Linked DNA regions of Mus musculus: all the other regions are linked to region 3. A link is a contact called in public HiChIP or PLAC-seq data. All regions are on one chromosome and are shown on one strand. The core of a region is the stretch at or near the end of the contact, and the rest is flanking DNA. Distances in the headings are between cores, read along the strand shown. Region 1 overlaps Akap6 (A kinase (PRKA) anchor protein 6). Region 2 overlaps Akap6 (A kinase (PRKA) anchor protein 6). Region 3 holds the start of Hectd1 (HECT domain E3 ubiquitin protein ligase 1).

What was found. HiChIP or PLAC-seq counts read pairs in DNA pulled down with a chosen protein or histone mark.
Region 1: an H3K4me3 HiChIP or PLAC-seq map of embryonic forebrain shows a contact between it and region 3, with 6 times the contacts expected there. The contact joins the enhancer-like site here to the promoter of Hectd1 in region 3. A contact is called at or near these places in 2 of 39 promoter capture datasets (cranial neural crest and frontonasal cranial neural crest), 4 of 484 Hi-C or Micro-C datasets (CD8 T cells, cortical neurons and muscle stem cells) and 5 of 115 datasets of contacts at active chromatin or transcription factors (astrocytes, embryonic forebrain, embryonic hindbrain and 2 more).
Region 2: an H3K4me3 HiChIP or PLAC-seq map of embryonic limb bud shows a contact between it and region 3, with 4 times the contacts expected there. The contact joins the enhancer-like site here to the promoter of Hectd1 in region 3. A contact is called at or near these places in 2 of 39 promoter capture datasets (cranial neural crest and second pharyngeal arch cranial neural crest), 1 of 484 Hi-C or Micro-C datasets (embryonic fibroblasts), 3 of 115 datasets of contacts at active chromatin or transcription factors (embryonic limb bud and stem cell-derived neural progenitor cells) and 1 of 9 other capture datasets (embryonic stem cells).

What each region holds. Positions count from the first base shown.
Region 1 is chr12:52,833,236-52,837,472 of GRCm38.p6, forward strand. The region is part of intron 2 of Akap6 (A kinase (PRKA) anchor protein 6); the gene reads left to right. Among named protein-coding and RNA genes, the nearest start is that of Gm51971, 37 kb to the left of the region's middle. Within about 2 kb of position 2,401, at least 125 of the 459 cell types and tissues checked have an H3K27ac peak or open chromatin away from gene starts, as enhancers often do. A contact at or near this core is called in astrocytes, cortical neurons, embryonic forebrain and 2 more, where this site is marked.
Region 2 is chr12:52,873,076-52,877,598 of GRCm38.p6, forward strand. All of the region lies in intron 2 of Akap6 (A kinase (PRKA) anchor protein 6), which reads left to right. Among named protein-coding and RNA genes, the nearest start is that of Gm51971, 77 kb to the left of the region's middle. Within about 2 kb of position 3,201, at least 8 of the 459 cell types and tissues checked have an H3K27ac peak or open chromatin away from gene starts, as enhancers often do. A contact at or near this core is called in embryonic limb bud, where this site is marked.
Region 3 is chr12:51,826,448-51,831,172 of GRCm38.p6, forward strand. It overlaps Hectd1 (HECT domain E3 ubiquitin protein ligase 1), which reads right to left and starts at 3,089. Exons shown (of 43, transcript NM_144788.2): 1 at 2,756-3,089; 2 at 905-1,066. The coding sequence starts at 1,044. It overlaps Gm5785, which reads left to right and starts at 1,738. Exons shown (of 4, transcript XM_011244243.2): 1 at 1,738-1,821; 2 at 2,408-2,782; 3 at 2,843-4,108; 4 at 4,541-4,725. The coding sequence starts at 1,738. The coding sequence ends at 3,694.

The sequences.
Region 1 (4,237 bases), core at 1,151-3,650, 1.0 Mb after region 3:
GACTCGTGGCTTATTTCAGTGTATCATGGTTGTTGCTGAGACTCACACAGCGGCTGAACAAAGAGAGTACATTCCTCCCCTGTCCAATCTGTCATCTTCATCTCTGCAGAACCAGAAGCTGAGAGGAACTGCCGACTGTGAAATTTAGGGCACGCATTCACTACCAAAAATATTTAAGTCTGCTGTGACAGAGTCATGATTTGAACCCACAGTAGGAGGCGAGGCTTAAATCTTCACAGCTGAAGCTCAAAGGAACACTTAGAAGTAAAAGGAGAGGTTTTAAATCATGGCTTTCCTTGGGCCTTAATTCTCTCTCTCTCTCTCTCTCTCTCTCTCTCTCTCTCACACACACACACACACACACACACACACACACACACACACACACACACGCACACACACCTTTAAACCTAGCAAGCTTCCTATGAAAATCAGAGTATTTACAGCCATCCATTCGCTTCTTTTTGGCTAATGTTCAGTTGGTTCATAATCTAATACTATTCCAAATTCACTCAAATTCCCCGAGACACTTATCTAACCATTTCAGATAACAGAATAGACTTCAAAGTGCAAGAAAATCTCTTTACAGGCTGAGGCTAGTTTGGAAAGTATTTTAAGTGCACAATTATGATAAGCCAGGTTCTTACATATTACAAAATTTTCCCCTTTTCTAAAATCTGGGCTAATAGCTATTAAATATTTCAAATTAAAACTCAAAGTAATATATTGTTGGTTCATTTAAAAATTTCAGAATTTAAAAGTAATAAATGGATTGGTCCATAGTCATGAAAATTATCATTGCAATTAACACATAGTTCCACAAGCTAGGCTAAATCCCATTATCTCTGTGGTTCTAATTATCGAAGGGCTTAAAGAAAGCAGAAGTTATTTGACCCGTGACTGGCCCTGCAGTCTGCTGGTGAGGGTATACGGTAACGCATGCTGCAGCAGAACTCAGATGTCCTAAACTGCAGATTATCATGCACAACCTTTCTTGGGTTGTCTTACACGTCAACAGGGAATTCCAAGGTCACGGCCACGAGCTAGGACGGATTCACATCCCCGTGCCTCTCGACTGCTGAATATATTCTACCTTCCTTTGCTTTTCCTGTAAATCCTTTCAGCATCCACTGGCTTAATTGGGGTGAATGGAGTCTGTGCCTCCCACTAGGGCAAATGTCTTGATTGAATAATTAGTGTTAATTGACACAGGCACCTCTGTCCAAGGTATGAAGTGTCTTCCTAGTTTATTTCATTATCTGTGTCTTTCTTCTCCATTTTACGGGATCCTGCTGACATTGCTACCTGACTGGATTGGCTAAAGTTAAAGCTGGGCATGCTGTTGCAGGACTCTGTTTGGAAACACAGATATTGCAGAGTGTTAGGAATCCTGGGGTATGACCTGGGCTAACAAATTATGAGCTCTAACTTGAAAAATGAGCCTTCAAAGCATAAAGCTTAGAAACCTTTGTTCTTACAAGAAATGTGACGTTTGACGTTTGTCACAGGTCCCTAGGCAGTCCATCCTGGACCTGGGGTTCTGAATTCTGCATTCTGAAGGTTTGTTGAGGATGAGAAAATGTCAGAGGAATCTGAAACCAGATCAAGCTGACCGATTAGCCAAATTATCCTCGAGCATCTACCGTAGAGGCGAGGGCTTTTAATCAGGAGCCCTGAGGTGTCTCCCTCCAGCTTTGGATCCTCTCCAGAGAGCAGCCAGGAAAAGCTTTCCCAGTGTGGAAAGCTCCCAGGGGAGATGTGGCCATGGTGGGACAATACCCAGGAAGGGCTCATCTGAGAGCCCCAGAGTAGCAGCTTGGGGAGTAAGAGCCTGAGCAGACAAGCAGGCCAGGCCACAAGGAGGAGAGATACACTAGCATTTCCTACAAGTGCCTTCTCTGTGACTGTTGTCATTAAAAGGGCTTGTTGTATCGGAGTGGGGGGGGCTTTAGCTATGGAACCATGAAACTTAATTCAGAAGAGACGGTGGGACAGCAGACTGATCTCTGTAATGTAAATGGCAGCTCTTCTGCTGAAAGCCATTGTGTCAACCGCTTGAGAACGTGGCAGTGACTTGGCAGGGAGATGGCAGAAAGGTTCTCTGGACCAACTGTCTCCTGCAGCTGTGAAAGACACACAGCCTGGCTGCCAAATGGTGAGCCCTTTTGTGCTCCGGCTGAGTTTCATTCACTCCTATGGCAACTTGAGGTTCAGCGTTCAGGAATATTAGTTTGGTCTGGACCATCGCCATCTCTTAGCAACCAAGGGAGATAGAAATTACCAGCTGGGTAATTTGATACTGGGAACCCGAAGGTCATGAAAATGGGGTATAATGGCTGTTTGTATTGAAGGGGGAGGAGGGAGGGGGGAATATGATGTAATCCTGATGTGTAGAAATGTTTGGAATGCCACAGAGATTACAAAGGAAAATCCAGTTCAAACTGGACTCTGTCTCACTCAGAGCGATTCAAGTTGGGCCAAGGAGCTCCTTTAAGCATGTATATTTTTGCTCAAATAAAAACCCCTTTGGGGTTTTGGAACTGCAGTATAGAAAATAGTTTACTCTGTATTAATTTTCTCTGAGGTTGACCCGTAGCTTAATTTACATTGAGTTTCGAAACAGTGATTTCGAGTAACATAAATAACAGGTTAGGGTTCTATTGCTCTGACTTCTGAAGGCACTGGGCCAGGGATGAGGATTGGGCTGGGAGAATGGGCAAGGGGAGACAAAAGTTGCTACAGATCTGCTTCCTGGATGCTCACACTGGCTCTAGCCCACAAGCGCACCAGCTCGTCAAGGAATTGCATGTTGGGAAACTAGAAACTGCAAAGCAGAAGCCAAAGGAAATTCTTGATAACAAGTTGTTTTCCTTTTCCCCTGGGCCCAGTGAAGGGACCATCTGTTTTTCAAACTAGAAAAGCCAGAAGATGCAGTGTTTGCTCCTGGAACGAGCCAAATTGTCATAATCTAATCAAAATTCCAAAGGATGAAGGGAGAAAGGAAGAGAGGGCTGGGGAAGCCAGGCGTGGCAGTTCCCTCGCTCTCTGCATTCCTGTAGATTCATCCAGCTGTTTTAGCAAACCAGCCTGGACAAGATGCATTTGAAGGGAGTGCGAATTACAGCAAGGAGGACTGGAAAATCCAGGGTTTTGCATGACAGGTAGCGGCCTGGTCTTGTTCTCAGGGGAGCTTGTTCACCTGCTACGCACGTGGTTCTTGTGCTGGCACAGTGGGCAGAGCGCCCTGCTTTCCCTGTCTCGGTTCGTGGTTAGACTTATTTGGCACACTCTGTTACAGTTGGGTCATGGATCTAACGCAGACAGCGGAGCGCGCCTTGCTTTTTCAGCAGTGCTAGGAATGTTTAATTCCTTCCATGCGAAGAGGTTTGGCATTTGATTTTGTGACCCAACTTCAATGAGGTGAAGTAAAAAAAATTATTAACATAAAATAAATCTCTTTTTATATATCCACTTCCTTGTATCCTCAGCCCTCTGGTTCCCATATCCAGCCGACTTACAACAGTGGAGGCTGAAGCCCATGGATTCACTGTTTCTATAGGTCAGCAGCAACTTCATATTGGTTGCTATGCGTAGCATAGACAAGCAGTGCAGACAAACAAGTCCTCTGATATGGAAACACTGTAGGATTTTGAACTCTACCATTAGGATTCTCTGAGAAGAGAAGGTCTCAGGAGAGGTTCTCACCCTTCCCAATGCTACAACCCTTTAACACAGTTCCTCGTGTTGTGGGCGACCCCCGACCATAAAATTATTTTATTGCTACCTCATAACTAGAATTTTGCTAAGGTTATGAATTGTAACGTAATTATCTGATGTGCGGATATGTGACTCTTGTGAAAGGGGATCCAAGGCCTGAGAACCTCTGGTTTCAAGGCTTTAAGACAACCAGAATGGTAGACTGTTTTGGCATCAAACTAAATCCATGCTACCTTCTGCTACACAAACAAAAGGCACGGGCGGCATCTTGCTGAGCTCAGTGCAGCCCCCAGAGCCACCAGGGTTTGTAGATTACTTCAACCTCATTGGATCTTGCATTTAGTTTAAGAACCCTTTTTTGACTGTCTCCTTCCCCATGGTTTAAAATGGTTCTGATTCTGAATCCGTTTTAAATTTCTATGCTCTTTGCTATGAAGAATGAGAAATATGCCAATTTTGGAAAAGTAGGTGGAAACTTTATTTATTTGGAAAAGTCCAGCCACATTCAATTTTAAATATA
Region 2 (4,523 bases), core at 1,951-4,450, 1.0 Mb after region 3:
GTTGAATGGTGCATGTAAAAACAGAGGAGAAAAATAGAGGTATATCAGAAAAAGTTACAAGTTCTCCTAGAAATTATCTCCTAGAAATTTCAGTACTGACAAATAAAATTGCAACAAATTGTTTTCTGGGGCATGAAAACAAAGGATGAGAGTTCTCTGGGTACCTCTGGGTGATGTTAGTAGTGGGTTATCTTTCCCAATTCTAGGTGTCTTTGTTTCTATAGCTGTAGCAGCAGGTGTATACAAGGTGTCTGCTTCAGCGTCAGTCAGCCCAGACGGGTGACATATGGCTCTATGCTTTCTTGCGAGCGGCATGGAGAACACCAGCTTCGTGGCTGCCAGTGTGTAAGAAAATGTACGGCCTTCCTCTTGCTTCTCAGCCCTCTTCTCATAAACACAAAAGAGGATTCATCAGCCCAAGCCTATCAATGTGGATGCACCTCAAAGAGTAACAAACTAGCCCTTATTTTTAAGGGTGGTCCCTCGGGTTTGTGAAGTATCATATCTTCTTCAGGTGATTTGGACTCTGCAAACATCTTTTGGACATTGTTCATCTGTGTGGCAGGGTCCTGTTGGTGTGAACAGACCCAAAGACACATAGAGCAGGTTTCCTGCCTCTGGGAAGACAGGCTGGTCAGGGAACTGTGTGAGTTGGAGCTAATTATAACAGTAACATCCTTTCCAGGGGCGATTTTATTGCTGTCATCATATTCATGTAATTCTACCAGTAAAAATGATAATCATTGTATGCAGATTTATACCCTGTTAGTCATAAATGCCACCTACCATCCTTCCTCCCTATGTCCGTTATAGTTGTTCTCAGTGACGAAGAAAAAAGTAGACACTAGAAAGAGTGTTTGGTAGAAAAAAAGAAGGCTCCAGCCACATATGTAGCAGAGGATGGCCTTATTGGACATCAATGGGAGGAGAGGCCCTTGGTCCTGTGAAGGTTCTATGCCTCAGTATAGGGGAATGCCAGGGTGTGGAAGCTGGAGTGGGTGGGTTGGTGAGCAGTGGGAAGAGGAACGGGATAGGGGGTTTTCGGAGGGGAAACCAGGAAAGGGGATAACATTTGAAATGTAAATAAAGAACACATCTTTAAAAAAGAAAGAAAGAAAAAGGAAAGTGATTTATATTCCTGGTTTGGAAGACTTTTTTTTTTTTTTAAAGATGGCTGCGTCTCTAAGGTCACTAGCTACATGGAAGACTAAGTCGAGTGAGTACTGGGCAACATAAACGTAATGTCGTCCACGTCTTTTTGTCCTGCCAGTGATCCTGAAGGTCACAGGGATGGCTGTATGGTGAGAGGAGAGTATCACTTTCCTGTGTTAGTACAACCAGCTCTGAGGGGAAATATCGTATGTGTCAATACGTTTGAAGATTCACTGTCCGCTTCCGCTCACTTCTGAGGCCGCCCTCTTTATCCTCTGTACTCTCCAGAACACAGTGTAGGAGCTCTGAACCAGTTAGCCAAAGAAGTCGCTGCTGGTACTCACGTTGTCATGACCTTAAGGGCTCTGCTTTCTCTTTCTGCCTAGGCCTGAAAGGATTGTGTGACCAAAAAAACCCAAACTTCTATGTTTATTTTTTGCTGTGACGATGGACTTTTACTATTTTTAACTGATTAGATAGCAGAAGTTACTTCCTTGGTTCATTGTCCTGCAAGTTTTGAACTGTCTTTTTATAATTATGGGTTGAACTGGGGACAGTTTGAGTATCTTTTTAAAACATTGTTGTTCAAAGGGTATTTTTAAACCATCCCCAGTTTGTTATTTTTAGAGACATCTGTTAATCTAATCATCTGAGCGAGCCTGCTGGACAACAACTTCTCTCATAGGGAAAGGTTTAAATGAATGAAATCCACATAGGACCAAGGGAGATTTTAAACCAAGAAAGCAATGGGTAATATTGAAAAGTAAACCTGAATTGTTTTATCTATGAGAATTACTTTTTTAGTTGTCAGTTTGTGAAAGTGAAGTTGATAATGTTTTCAGTCACAAGTTAATTGGTAGCCACTAACTATAAAGAGAACTATGAGATGTGCCTACCATTTAGTTAAGAAGAACATGCACAGAAAGAAACGAGTCTTCTGGGATTGAAGCTAGCTTGCTACATTCTGTTAGTGATAAAAATTGTCAAGACGTAGGAAAGAGTGTCCTGTTGTGAAATGATATCATAAGAAGTGAGGTGCAGCAGCTCATTTATCTCTAGATACACGATAGTGGCACATGATAACTTTCCAGGCAAACGTCTAAAGGCTTGTCTTGATCACGTCAACAAATTTTCTGTATTCTTCTACCTTTACAATCCCAAGGTCCTCTCTGTTCCTAGACATGGCTACCAAGGGATAGGAGGTGTATTAAAGGCAACGTCTGAATCTGAAGCCTTGAACCTGTGTAGGTTAGTAGATCTTTTATTATCTTATCCTTCTAGGGGATCATTCATGTCAAGGTCCCATTGTTCCAAGGTGAAATACTTGGAAATATAAGAGCGGAATCTGGAAGTCAGATAACAAAGGTCTACACCAGGGAAGAGGCTGAAACAAGCAGAAATGCAAGTAAGACTCCGCTGCAAGTAGGGACCACAGGGCTATGTCAGCCTAAGGGCATGAGGATGCCCAGACTCAGCCTTCCCTGCTGAAGAATGTCATGCTGGTGTGCTCTATGGTATCCTGTGTGGGTGGGATGGAATCTGTCTTTTACACATATTTTCTTCAGTATCTTCATCCATCTTCTAACCTTTCCACCTCTAAATTCAGTTTCCTGCCAACCAGCACTTTTCTCTCTCTCAAAACAGAAAATAGCTTGAAATTAAACAGTATTTGTTGGGTTACTATAATTCCCTATGAATCTTTGCTCCTATCTGAGCTTAATTAATCATTGTCATGCTAAGTGTTTAAAAATTCTACCTGTGGCATGAAATATTGTGTCTCCCATTAATACTCTCAGTGGCAAATAAAAATATTTTGTGTGTTTGTTCTTAAGATGGATGAGTGCATAGATAAAAAGCTGATCGAGAAAGGATTGTTTGTATCCTAAAAAAGGATTTTCTTATTTCTTATTTAGTTTTCTCTGGGTAGCAAATGTGTATCTACCAAGCGGTTTAGTCATGAGAGTTGAAACCAGTTTCTAGTTGCCATCTGCTTCAGTCACATGGGCAGTTGAGTCTAGACTCATTTCCTACATGCATCAGTTAGGCTGGCCAAGCGCCCCAGACTGTGCTTCCAATTCACCTTGTTAAAGACATTCCTACAGGGCCTCCAACAGGTCAGTTCTCCTGGAGCTTTTAAAATACAAACAGTTCCTGCAGGGAGGCAGTCATTCAGCTAATTACTTTTTGAAGTCTCTAATCCCCTAGATTCGACTGCATTAAATTAGCAGGCTACCCACAACCTTCAGCTTCTTTTATATAAATTTCCAGCAAACAGGCAATTGCTAAGAAGCTAAGTATTAGATCTCTAGACTAATTATTCTGTAAATAGTTGTTTAATATCTGTGCAGAATGACAGAGGAAAGCACATTTTTCTATTACTAGAGAGCACATAGTTCAGAATTACTTATTTTTTCTTCAATCAAATCTTTGATTAGGTGCTCAAAACAAAGTCCAAGTTTGGAAAAGTGGGTACATACACATACATGCACACACACAGACAAATGCACACATACACACACACACACACACTTGCATGTGCAAACACATACACATAGCTTTTTATTCTACAGTTTGTGTGCTCATATGGTTTTGGTCAGGTTAAGCAACTGGTGGTAAAATAAAAGGCATGAAATAACTTATAGATTCTAGAAAGTTGCATCTTACTATGCATTATTTAGTTTTAGAATTTTAAATAAGGGTTTCATGTGCACATTGCCAGAATATTGATCAGGGGAGGTGATTTCTTTTCCCTTCAGAGCTCGTCTGCTTCTTTGGGAACTGTACCAACTCCCTTTCCTTTTCTAGACAGGCAGGAGGATGGCTGACTGGCACCAGCAATACTTGGTGCCCCTTTAAGAATTGTTTCTCCTAGATAGTTGCCTGGGAATCTTGACCCATCGCCTGGCTGACTACATTCCTACATTCACTATGAAGGAGTCAAGTCATGTGTCAGAGGAATGGGTGGCATGGATTTTGGCATGTGGTGCCATAGCTATATATAACCTATTGTGCTGGGTGCTGCGGATGGGTGAGAAATTCCTTCTAGTCTATTCTGAGCAAGTGGCACAAGGGTTATTCCAGCTATTGCTGATTGAGTCTGTAGGTTCCTTTTATTTCTATTCGATACTATTTGCAAATAACCAAACACTGTGGGAAAGTCAGGAGACTGTTCTCTGGCCAGCACATTAAAAGGGGAGCTAGAAGTTTAAAAACTTCTTATTCTGGAGCAAGAGTGGGGTTTGGACTTTTCTAAAAGTGAGTTATGAGTTACGAAGTGTGATACGTGTGCTGACATTAGTGCTCTCATGAAGGGAGGAGGGTTGCGGAAGCCAGGATGCCCTCTTCTTTTCTTACCTAATTTGGACTTGGTC
Region 3 (4,725 bases), core at 1,839-4,338:
ATTTCCACCTCAAAGGCATTAATTATACCAAGCTTTAAGCCAATATCACAAATATTTTTAAATTACCTTTAAATAGCACTAAAGCACATATAAAAGGTTTTAGTGACTTATTGGAATTCACAACTCAGATGAACTCAGAGAAATGTTTATTCCTTTACTGAACCAGAATCACACAAGAGGAAAATCATGGCCTAAGTGCCGAGCTAGTAGAGTAATGCCTTTCATATTTTTATGCAAACTTTCTAGTATCATCTCTGATACAACTGTTTAAAACTCTCCAAATTTGGGTAGTGAGATGGCTCAGCTGGTAAAAGTACTTACCACGAAGCCTGAGAACCTGAGTTTAATCCTGGAACCCACATGCTAAAATGAGAGATCAACTCCCAAAAAGTTGTCCTCTGACTTCCACATGCACACCATAGCATACACGAAAGTACACACACACACACACACACACACACACAACTTCAAAGCTTCTGTACTTCAAAAAGTATTGGAAATATCCAAATGAAATGTATTAACCGAAGTTATTTTAACAAAAGCAATGACACATGAAAACCAAAGAAACAGGTAGTTCTGACCTTATTCTCCAAGTCATATAATACAAAAACAGCTTTAAAGAAGATAAACATTTATAATCTTTTTAATTTATGAGATGGTTCATAACTGACTCAACCAAGCTATGGTTAGTATTCCTAATCCACACTCATTGAACAAATATGTATTTACATAATCACGATTATCATTACTAGGGTTCCATGAACCACAGACAACTGCAGAAATGTCTAAAGGGGTATTTTAAAGTTCCCTAGCAAAGTTTTCACACAAACTGAAGTCAGCAAATAGCTGGAAACAGATGTCAGCACAGTGGGCGCAGAGGAAGGTGATGCAGGAATGCACTTACGTTTCAAAACAGCGATCCACATTGTCAGACATCAAAAGCAGCATGCATAGCTGCTCCAGGGCTATTAGCTGCATGTCCCTTTCATCTCCCTGTCCCATCTGCAGCCATTCCAGCAACGTATCAGGATCTACATCTGCCATTGTCTTTAAAATGCTCCTTTGCCTAAATTGAAAAAGGGAAACGGGTTTTTCAAACATTTGTTCAGAACTGATCAGCCTGTGTAAAGACTTTTTTCTTGTACATCTGCTTGAACCAAGTTTCTGTAAGGTCCTCAGGTCCTCAAGAGACACACACACACACACACATGCATGTGTATATGTATATACATACAGAGCTATTCTCCAATTTCCATATTGCACTGTGATATGCACACGCACACATACTTGCACACACACAAAATAAGCAAATATATATGCTTTAAAAAAAAAAACTTTCCAGCCGGGCATGGTGGCACACTCCTTTAATCCCAGCGCTAGGGAGGCAGAGGCAGGCAGATTTCTGAGTTCAAGGCCAGCCTGGTCTACAAAGCTGATTTCCAGTACAGCCAGGGCTATACAGAGAAACTCTGTCTTGAAAAAACAAAAACAAAACAACAAAAAAAAACTTTCCAAACTGCAAAGTATTACTTCAAAAAGTATGCTACATATGCAGCAGTCTACTTCCTGGGCTTAATGCAAAAACCCTCAAGGCAAAACAGTTTAACACTGGAATGAATATATGCTGATTAGGTTGCTAGTTAACTAGAAACCAGAGCTGTCTTGGTCAAACACTATGAAACAAGTTTTGGATCCCAGTACTGTTATCACCAATGTCTGTGCCAAAAGGCAAAAAACATGTACAAAAAAGTTCTTTTACCAGTCAACTTCTTCCTGCAACCTCCCCCCAAACTCCACCAAAAATCGGAGCTTCAGATACGGGTCAGATCCAGTAGTTTTAAAGACCACTTTCCAATCCAATTCTTCTTCGGATTGAATTTCCCTTCTCACGAGTTTTGAATTCTCAAACTTACTCCTAAAATATGCCCAAATACAAACAGTAATTAGATATGAAATCTACCTATGCGGAAGTAAATACTGATAAGAACTTCTGGTAATCTAGGCAAATGTTCTTAAAACTTTTTTTTTTTTGGGGGGGGGGCTTGATGCTAAAGTAAATACAACTAACAGGTTACCACCCCCCCCCAGGCAGACGGACAGACAGGCAGACATTCTTTCTCCCATAGGATGGGGCAGTTAGTTTTTATGTAAAAAATTTTTTGAGAAGTAGTCTAGGCAGGCAAGTCATTACAAAAGCTTCTAGATGCCCGACCAAAGGACAGCGTTGCGTCCCACGCAATCCACCTGCCGGTGTGGGAACCTAGAGGCGGGTCGCGGTGGGCACCCATCGGCCGCGCCCGGCGGGGCTGCCCCATCGTCCTCGGCCTGATCAAGGCCGGAGCCGCGACGCTGACAGCCAACCTGGCTAAGTTAGCTACCTGCCTCCGGGCGGAGGGCGAAGTTCTAGAGAAGCAGCAAACCTGCGAGCTCAAGAGGAAGCCGCCGAGCGGCTGGGGTGCGGGTCTCCCGGAACTCGGAGGCCCAGCGGGACGTCCCCGGTCCCCGCCGGGCGGCTGAGCCTTACCAAGGACAAGGAGCGCGTAGCCGGAGCTCCGAAGCCAACAAGCCAAGCCCCGTAAGGCCCGGAGAGGGGAACAAAGGGCCCGATACGCAGAGGCGACGGCGGAAGACCGACCTCACCGCGCTGGGGTCCAGCTCCGCGCCCGCCGCTGGACTCGGCGGCCCGGATCCTCGCGCAGGCCCAGCCTGCCGACAGCGCCTAGCGCCCCCGCCTACCCTGACCGCAGGCTCTTACCCTGGCTCGCCGTACCAAACAGCTCCGGTCCAGCTCCAAGCAGGCCGCGGGCAGAGCCTGGCCCGGCCGCGGCCCTCGAGTTCCTAGGAAACCGCAGGCCGCGCAGGTCGAGCCAGGCAGGCGGCACAGGAAAAGCCGTGTCTCGTCCCTCCCCTTCCTCCGCGGGGACCCGGTGACAAGGAAGCGAGAGGCTCCCCCGAGCGGCGGCAGCCAGCGCGGGTCCCGACCCCAGCACGCGGCTCCTCAGACCCTGCGGTTCAGAGCCAGGTCCGCGCGGGGCCGTCGGCGGCAGCGGGGAGACGCCGCGTCCATCGCCAGCCGGGCGGGGGCAGGAGAAGGGTCGGCCGAGCGCCGGGCGGGGAGGCTGGTGAAGGCCGCGCCGGCGGAGGCGGAGCGAACGCCTCCCGGCCGCCCTGCCCGCGGCCACCTGGGGCGCTGCGGAGGCCGGACCCCGCGGCACGGGGCGACGACGGGGGGCGCCGGGCTCCTTCGGCGGTCGGCTACGGCTCTCCTCAGCCCGGCCTCCCGGCGCCCGAGTCGCCGCGCTGTCAATCCGCGCGCGCCGCCAGCAGCTGCTCCGCGCACGCTCCGCCCGTCTCGCCCGGCGCGAGCCGCTCCGGAGTCCTGCGGAACGGAGGCCACCGTCTCGCAGGCGCTCGGCGTGCCCGGGTCACCCCCTCCTCCGGACTTTTAAAGCCAGCGGTTTACCAGAACGCTTCCCAGCGAGCCTGGGAACTCGGCGAGCGCTGCGCAGCCGGGCGTTATCGCCTCGGCGCAGATGGGACCAGGACGGCTGCGGGAACTCGTGCCTCCTGCCTGCCCACCGTGGAGTCCCGGGAAGCAGCCAGCATCGAGGACTTCCCACACAGTTGCCTTCGGCTCGTGGTCACTTGTACTTCCGTAGTTATTCCCGTCAAACTTTTATTTCATGGGCGTTGAAAAATCAAATACTAGCCGCTGCTAGTGGAGTCCTCACGTAACCGTGACACTAGAGAACTGGAGGCTGGAGTTCAAGGTCATCCTTGGCTACAAAATGAGGTCGAGACTTGTCTGGGCTACAGGGCGGCGACGGTGGTGATGAAGAAGGAGCAGCCAAGGGAGAGAAAAAGAGGAAGAAAAAGACTCCATACTGAACTCATCCTTTGAACAACAACAACAAAATAGCAGTAGATACCTAATTTTAGGAAAGAACTGTATGCAAAGACCGAGGCTAGTAGTTTTCAACCCTGGCGGCACATTAGAGACACCCGGAAAAGTTTTCATTAGAAGAGTTTTAGATCCACAGCAAATTGAACAGAAAGTACAGAGAATAAGTTATGGCTACCCTGTTCTGTATCATGTGTTCCTGGCCAGGTAGGGCTAAGGACAGAGAGTTCCCACTGATCTCTTTGTTTATGGTTTTGCCCTTTCCAAAATATCGTTTCTAGTTGGAATTATTCACTAACACTCTTTAAGGATCCTCTGTGAGTTTTTATAGCTTGGTAGCTCATTTATTTGGTGTTGTGTTGTGTTTTGTTTTGTTTTGTTGTACTGGATTTTTTTATTTGGTTTTGTTTTTTACTTTTTGTTTTTCTTGTTGTTTTGAAGTGGGTATGCTTATGTAACCCTGGCTGGCCTAAAGTCAATATCCTCCTGCCTCAGCTTCCTGAGTATGCTAACAAGAGGGCTTCCTTCCTGAGTATGCTAACAAGTATGCTAACACCTGGCTTGGGAGCCCATTTAATTCTTACTGCTAAATAATAGTAAGTTGTTTAGATGTAACACAATGTGTTTCTTCATATACAGATGCCTGGAATCTACCTTCACAGACTATGAACGGCTCATGCAGAAATTTCCAAAGTTCCCCAACAGGAAAAATACTTTCTAACAATGTAGCTACCACAGGACTGTGGCCAGAACAAATGAAAAACTCTTCAAACCCAAGAATAAGAAAAAACCTTGCCAGGCAGTGGTGGCGCACACCTTTAATC